Linked DNA regions of Macaca mulatta: region 1 is linked to region 2. Evidence: chromatin contacts called from public Hi-C data. All regions are on one chromosome and are shown on one strand. The core of a region is the stretch at or near the end of the contact, and the rest is flanking DNA. Distances in the headings are between cores, read along the strand shown. Region 1 has its middle 15 kb from the start of FOS. Region 2 holds the start of TMED10 (transmembrane p24 trafficking protein 10).

Region 1 (3,770 bases), core at 666-3,165, 120 kb before region 2:
CCTTCCTCAAATCCGCGGGCTGCAGGGCCAGAGGGCAGTTGGAAAGCAGTCGTCTTCTTAGTCCGAGTTGCCTTCATTTTCAGCCTAGAAGTTAGAGAAGAAACACCCCCAGTTAAGAGGAAGTTGGGTGAGACTGAAAGGGGAAAGACAAAGAGAGCAGCATTAAAGAGGCACTCTTCCCCACCCCCAGCAAGGAACCTCCGTGTGCCTTGAGAAGACTTCCAAACAGCAGAAAAGGGTTAGGGCTACTCATGCCTCCTGCTGTAGTCTTGGCTGAGAAAAGTTTAATGCAAGGCTTGGGTAACTGTGAAAAGTGACCAACTGCTAGACGAAGACTAGTTTCAGAACAGCCAACTCCTGTTCCCTGGACAGGGGTGACCATTCCAGCCCTCTAAGGAGGAGTGCTTGAGGCTTTAGGAAGTACACAATTATTGGCCATCCCCCTAGGCCCTGGTGTCATGGTGAGGGCTGCGTGTGGCAGCAGACATGACAATGGCATTCTTTAAGAGCCCTGAAGTCAATATTTAGCCTAAATGTACAACCCACCAGCTGAGCCAGGCAACAGGGTTCTGAAGCACAGGAAGTTAGAAGCACCTAGGCGATGTGGAACACTATTTGAAGCTAGATATCCTGACTTTTATCAGTTTCTAACTAGCTGTGCAAGTTTGGATGGTTGAACCAACTTCTCTGAGCTTTAATTTCCCTGTTGGCGAAATAGGTTAAATTAGATTAAGTCTCCGATGTGCCTTCCAGCTCTGAAACTCTAGAAAACACACACTCCTTCAGCCAGAGGAACTGGGGAATCTAGGGGGCAGGAATGGGGGTGGGAGGATGGCGACAGGCGTCTTGAAGGATTAACCCCACGCTTCTCCTCGCAATTGCAATCGGCTCCCCAGCAGTGGCCACTGCGGCACTGCCTGCCCCACCCCCGCCCTCCGGGCCCGGCGGTACACACCCACGGCTCCCTCAGAGACTTCTGGAATCTCGCTGGATTTCTCCCAGGAATGCTTATTGCCCTTTAGATCTGCAAATCGCTTTACATCAGCAACCCTGCCGCGCGATTATTAATCATCGCAATATTCTCCCCCATCCCCTACCCTCCCCGCCCCCGCCCCCCGGCCTGGAAGAGGAATTGCAGGGGTCCGGATTTATGAACGTGATTCGTATTATTCATTCAATAATCAGTTAACTAAAGTTCATTAAGCGCCTAATAGGAGCAAGGTGCAGAGACACACAAATCCAGTCACCACAGGGGGCAGAACTGTAGGGGTCCATGCTCAAAGAAATTCACTGATATTCCAGTTATGTCCTGGGGAGGGGGTGGTTAGTGGGTGATGGAAGTCCCTCACAAGTCTGATGACAAGGCTGCAACCATTATGGACCACTCCCACGGTTCATTTTATCAGGCCAGGAAAAGGCAAGTGGCCTTCCCAAGGTCACTTATCCCCCGAGAGGCAACGCTGACCCCAGAACCGCGGTCTTCAAAGCTTTCCATTGCGCCATGAAGGAAAATTTTGAGTTGAAGCCTATAAAATACAGCGTTGGGCGAGGGATGGCATGATTTCCGGGCACAGAGTGAGAAAATCGTGATCCCAGATCACCCACCCACAACAAACGAGACAGCCCCAAATCTTGACTGCAGCCTCAACCAGCAGACGCACAGGAATGCTGGAAACAGCTCATCCATCAATCGCGGCGTCCTCTCTCTGGGCCCCCAGCGCCCCTGCCCTCGCCTCCGCCCAGGTGGGTCCCGGGGCAGGGGGCGGGGGTCTCGTGGCTCGGAGCCTCTGCCCAGCATTCCAGGGGGCGGGGCAGGAACCGGGGGCGGGGCGCGGCGGGAGTCCCGCCCTCAGCCTATCCCGGGCCGGCTGCGCAGTGGCTGAGCCAAATATGGGCAGAGCGGAAGCGGAGGGCCGACGTCACGGCGCCGGGTGGGGACCGCGCTGCGGGGCGGTGACGGGAGTCGCTGACGGCGCCTACGTGTCACCGTGGAAACCAAACAGTAAACAGAGGATTCGCGAGCTCCTGGCACCGCCTGGCCCTGCGACCTGGCCTGGAGCGAAGGGCCGGAAGCTGGGAAGGGCCAGGAGAAACTTTGGCCTGGCGGACGAGGACAGGAGCGCGGCAAGGGTGTAGAGAGGGCGGTGAAGGGGACGCTGAGAGAGCACTCCCAAACGTCCCTCCCTGAGGTTCCTGGAAGCCGGCGCTGCCTCTGCCCAGGGGCCAGCAAGGGCTGGTCAGGAACGGAAGGAAACCCTCCTGTCCCTACTTTTTCTTTTCCTTTTTTTTTTTTTTTTTTTTTTTGAGATGGACTCTCGCTCGATCGCCCAGGCTGGAGTGCCCTGGCGCGATCTCGGCTCACTGCAACCTCCGCCTCCCGGGTTCAAGCGATTCTCCCGCCTCAGGCTCCCAAGTAGCTGGAACTACAGGTGCGCGTCACCGTACCCGGCTAATTTTTTACATTTTTAGTAGAGACAGAATTTCACCACGTTGGCCAGGTTGGTCTCGAACTCCTTACCTCAGGTGATCCGCCCACCTCGGCCTCTCAAAGTGCCGGGATTACCGCGCCCGGCCTCTCCTGTCCCTTCTGAGGGCCTCCCTGCCTGCAAGGTTGTTGGGGATACTGATTTTGCTTTGTTTTTCCTTTATAATGGCTAAGAGTTCAGGCATTGAAGCCACACTGCCTGGACTCAAATTTCAGCGCTGCCACTCCAGTTGGATGATCTTGAGCAGATCTCTGGGTCCCAGACTAACAGGACCTACCTTTAAGAGTAGATGAGGACTTTTAAAATGAGTGTGTGTGTGTGTGTGTGTTTGGAACAGTGTCAAGCATGTTGTGAGCCCCAAGTTAGTGTTGAGTGTTTATTTTTATTTCCAGGCAGCACAAGAGAAACTTACCTAGTATTAGTAGTGCAACTCCTAAATCATACTACTGATGTAATGTTTTTTTCTCGAGTCTTCCTTAGATTTAAAATAAACAAAAGGGGCCAGGCACTGTGGTCCACGCCTGTAATCCCAGCACTTTGGGAGGCCAAGGCAGGAGGATCAGTTGAGCCTAGGAGTTCTAGACCAGCCTGGGCAACATAGGGAGACCCCGACTCTACAAAAATAAAAATAAAAAAATTAGCTGGGCATAATAGCACACACCTGTGATCCCAGCTACTTGGGAGGCTGAGGTGGGAAGATCTTGGGCCAGGGCAGTCGAGGCTGCAGTGAGCCTTGATTGCAGTCACTGCACTCCAGCCTGAGTGACACTGGGAGACCCTCTTTTAAAAATAAATAAAATAAGCAAAAGGAATTATCTATTTTAAAGATAATTTTCAAATCTAGTAAAAATATTTGATGTATTAACTAAAATGTGCATTTGTCAAATAAAAACATGGCAAAGCACTGTATCACACTGCTTCACAGTTTTAAATTTGAAACACAAAAACTCCAAATGGTTACATGGAACAGAAGCAACCCAAATTCAGTCCTCACAGTCACTGTGTTATCTCTGTTTTTTAAGTAATTTTTAAAAATGAAGGGTACGTATTACATTATTCAAACTCAATAGTAATCCCAGCAAATGTTTAGAACTTAAAACAACAAAAGATATTTTCAGGAAGAAGTACTTTGTCACTGACAACATTAGAATTGCCAGCTCATAGTGTTTATTTAAAAGGCAGACTGCTCAAAGACCTGAGTGTGACCAGTGCTGGCCTGGATGCCCTACCTGGGAGCTCTCATCCCCTTCCCCCAACAGACCCGGATACATAATCCCTTACATC
Region 2 (3,773 bases), core at 967-3,466:
TTTTAGTAGAGACAAGATTTCATCATGTTGGCTGGTTTTGAACTCCTGCCCTCAAGTGATCTGCCCGCCTTGGCCTCCCAAAGTGCTAGGATTACAGGTGTGAGCCACCATGTCTGGCCTGCTTTACAGTTCTTTAACAAATGTCATGAAGTATTTTTTTCTTTAACAGTATGATTCTTTGGCCTCTCAGAACCTCAGTTTCCTCATCTGTAAAATGAACAAATTGTCCAGACTATTTCACAGGGTTTTTGAAAATGTCAAAGGAGATCATTATGATATGTGAAAATATTTTAAATTGCATTATCTATTATGTAAATGTAAGATGGAAATTTAAAGAAAACACATACACAGTTTTTTCATGGGTTGCAGATCTCTTGCTATTGGTCAGCAGAGCCTCAGGAATGCAAGTAGACAATGAATTAGATAACTGCTTAAACTGATTGCCTGCATTGGCAGGGAAAAGGCCAATGCAAATTATCAGGATGCACTGTGTGGACTAGCAATCTTATCTTAGATCAGTGATACAACAATCAAATGAAATGTTCCTAAGTGGACACCTCATAAAATAATTATTGTATGGCATTTGTCAAAATTGTAAATGCTTTACAGCTTCTTTGTTTGTTCTTGTTTTGTTTGTGGGATTTCGTTTCTAGGAAAATAACTAAATGGACTAAGTTTAAAAAGAAAAAAACACCAATCGTGTACATTACTAAGGGCAGACAGTCCATCTTCTGGATATTTCTGAAGATGCTCAATAAACGTTAATCAAAGTAGGTAATGATTCCCAACATGGGCTACTGTGTCTTCCACGTTTATTTTCTACGCTTGATCTTAGCCAAAAGGCCAAGAAGCAATTCCATTTTCTTTCTTTCCTTCTTTTTTGAGACAAGTCTCGCTCCGTCGCCCAGGCTGGAGTGCAGTGGCGCCATCTCGGCTCACTGTAACCTCCGCCTCCCAGGTTCGAGCAATTCTCTGCCTTAGCCTCCCAAGTGGCTGGGATTACAGGCGCCCGCCACCACGCCCGGCTAATTTTTTTGTATTTTTAGTAGAGATGGGGTTTCACCATCTTGGCCAGGCTGGTCTTGAACTCCTGACCTTGTGATCCAAAGTCACAAGGCCTCCCAAAGTGCTGGGATTACAGGCATGAGCCACTGTGCCCGGCCGTTTATTTTCATATATTCTTCAGCTCTGAATATTTGATAGCATCTCAGTAATAGTTTGTTAAATCAATAAACGTGTGGACATACATGCATAGTATAGTGTCTGGCACACAGTAGGTACTCCATTGAATGAATGTATGAATTATTACCATGTCAATTTGCTTGTCTATTTGCAATTGATCCCTAAAGTGTTTGTGAACTTACAACACACACATATTCACTTTCCCTGACAACACTTATCTGCTAAACCCTTAACTATGTTCATCTGAGACTGGACCAAAACATGTTGTTTTATTCAATTTAAATACCAAATTCAAATTTGTTTTGAATATAGCTTAGAAGACATTCAATGTTTGCTAAAATAATAATAATAACAATAATAATAATAATAATAACACCATGTACATTCAGTTAGCCAGACAGTTAACTCCAGCCCAAATACCCTGCTCTGGGACATGAATTGGATGTCTGCCCGGCACACATTCATCAGGTAACCTCTACAACTTCTCTAAGGTACTGGTCCACACTCGCTAATAGCCAAGTTTAAATCTTTCCTCGAAATTTTCCTCTCTAGTGTCTCAATGCCCCAGGTGTCATCCAGGTGTCAAAGGCGCCGAGAGTGCCTTGCAACCCGCCTCAGCCTCGGAGACTCGGCCTTACTCCCCGCCCGCGCGCCCAGCCGGCCGGTGGGCGGGCCCAGCAAAGGGTCTTGTGGCTGTTTCCTATTGGGGCTTGGTTGCTATGGTGTCACTCGCCTTTAAACTCTTGGGTACATCTTTCGGAAGTTAAAGGAGAATTACTTCCAGGGTTGCCCATACTTGCCATGGCCGACTTAGTAGTCACTAAGTTCAACGAAAATAAAACTTTTGCAACAGTATTCTATTAAAGCTTCTTTAACCACTTAAGTTTGTGGTTTTGACATGGTACCTATCCCTTCTTCCCTTTTCAAAAGATTCGCTACAGATTCTTTCTCTATTTGCCAGACTCCAAAATGGCGCGGACGGCATCAGTAGGTCAGAGGTGAGTCACGTGGGTCCTCCCGGTTCCGGCGCGGTAGAGGCCTTGGGTGGTGAACGAGTCTCCAGCACCATGTCTGGTTTGTCTGGCCCACCAGCCCGGCGTGGCCGTTGTCCGTTGGCGTTGCTGCTTTTGTTCCTGCTCTGCCCCAGCTTGGTCCTCGCCATCTCCTTCCATCTTCCCATTAACTCTCGCAAGTGCCTCCGTGAGGAGATCCACAAGGACCTGCTAGTGACTGGCGCGTACGAGATCTCCGACCAGTCTGGGGGCGCTGGCGGCCTGCGCAGCCACCTCAAGGTGCGGCACTGGGCGACATGGGGCCGGGAGGGAAGACTGCAGGCTTAGGCGAGGGGAGGCCCGGGTTCGGGGGAGTCGGGCGGGCGGAGGCCCGTGAGTTGTTCTCGCCTCTGGGGAGCGCAAAGGACGTGCGGTGGAGCCCGCCCCCTCACCCCGCTGGTTGCCTTTCGCGGGGCGGGGCTGGGCACCAACGCCTGGGAACCCCAAGAAGGGCTGCGAGGCTTTGGCGGATGTGGTGACACCTGAGCTGGAGCGGTTGTTGTCAACGTCCTATACCAGTTTTGGTCTCAGATACCTTGAACCGTAACTTGGTTCTCCAAATAAGTGTTGGGATGTTGAATATTTATGGGAATTGGCATCATAAGATACCGCGATACCTGCAGGAAAGTAATGGAGACAAAGCTGTGATTAATAGAATGTTATTGAGCATCTGCTGTGTCAGTTACTGTGCTGCTTTGCATATATTACCATTTGGTTCATGCACTATCCTATGAAGTAGATAGGTACTGTTAGCCCCATTTTACAAATGAGGAAACTGAGACTCAGAGGTAGAATAAACTAGTGTCACAGATGGAATAGATTCTTTTTTAAAAAATTATTATTATACTTTAAGTTCTAGGGTACATGTGCACAACGTGCAGGTTTGTTACATATGTGTACATGTGCCATGTTGGTGTGCTGCACCCATTAATTCGTCATTTACATTAGGTATTTCTCCTAATGTTATCCCTCCCCCATCCCCCCACCCCACGACAGGCCCCGGTGTGTGATGTTCCCCGTCCTGTGTCCAAGTGTTCTCATTGTTCACTTCCCACCTATGAGTGAGAACATGCGGTGTTTGGTTTTCTGTCCTTGCGTTGGAATAGATTCTTACTTAGTTTGGTAGTTAAGTATGTTGAGGGAAAAGCGCTGCAACCTTATTCCTTCCTTGTTTTAAATTCGTAATTTCTGTAATTGATTAAAGTCTATTATTGGTTACAAAATGGTCTCAGTCTCTAGTCCTTTTTCTTTGGTATACCAGAATCTGGACTTGGCTACTTTTATGTAAATACCAACTGTGCTCTTGGATGGTGACAACTACTACCATAATACTAGTTTGGTCCCATTCTGTAGCTAAGAGTAGCCTGGCCTGGTCTTTGAGACATTAATATAATTTGATATCTGTCAGTATTTGGTTGTATTTTAGGTAATTTTATTCATTCACAATAAGTAAAGTGTCTTTTTTTATTTCTTTGTAACACAATGAGGCTTGCTTTTCTTATGCTAAATAGTAAGAAACATTTTTACCTTTTTTTTTTT

The links. Hi-C and Micro-C count contacts between places; a contact is called where the count stands out from the background.
Region 1: a contact with region 2 is called in a Hi-C map of fetal cortex germinal zone, with 3 times the contacts expected there. The contact joins the enhancer-like site here to the promoter of TMED10 in region 2. A contact is called at or near these places in 4 of 14 Hi-C or Micro-C datasets (blood, fetal cortex germinal zone, fetal cortical plate and 1 more).

Annotation. Positions count from the first base shown.
Region 1 is chr7:148,490,411-148,494,180 of T2T-MMU8v2.0, reverse strand. No RefSeq gene overlaps it. Among named protein-coding and RNA genes, the nearest start is that of FOS, 15 kb to the right of the region's middle. Within about 2 kb of position 1,915, at least 37 of the 40 cell types and tissues checked have an H3K27ac peak or open chromatin away from gene starts, as enhancers often do. A contact at or near this core is called in blood, fetal cortex germinal zone, fetal cortical plate and 1 more, where this site is marked.
Region 2 is chr7:148,369,340-148,373,112 of T2T-MMU8v2.0, reverse strand. TMED10 (transmembrane p24 trafficking protein 10) reads left to right here and starts at 2,216. Exons shown (of 5, transcript XM_015144148.3): 1 at 2,216-2,474. The coding sequence starts at 2,250.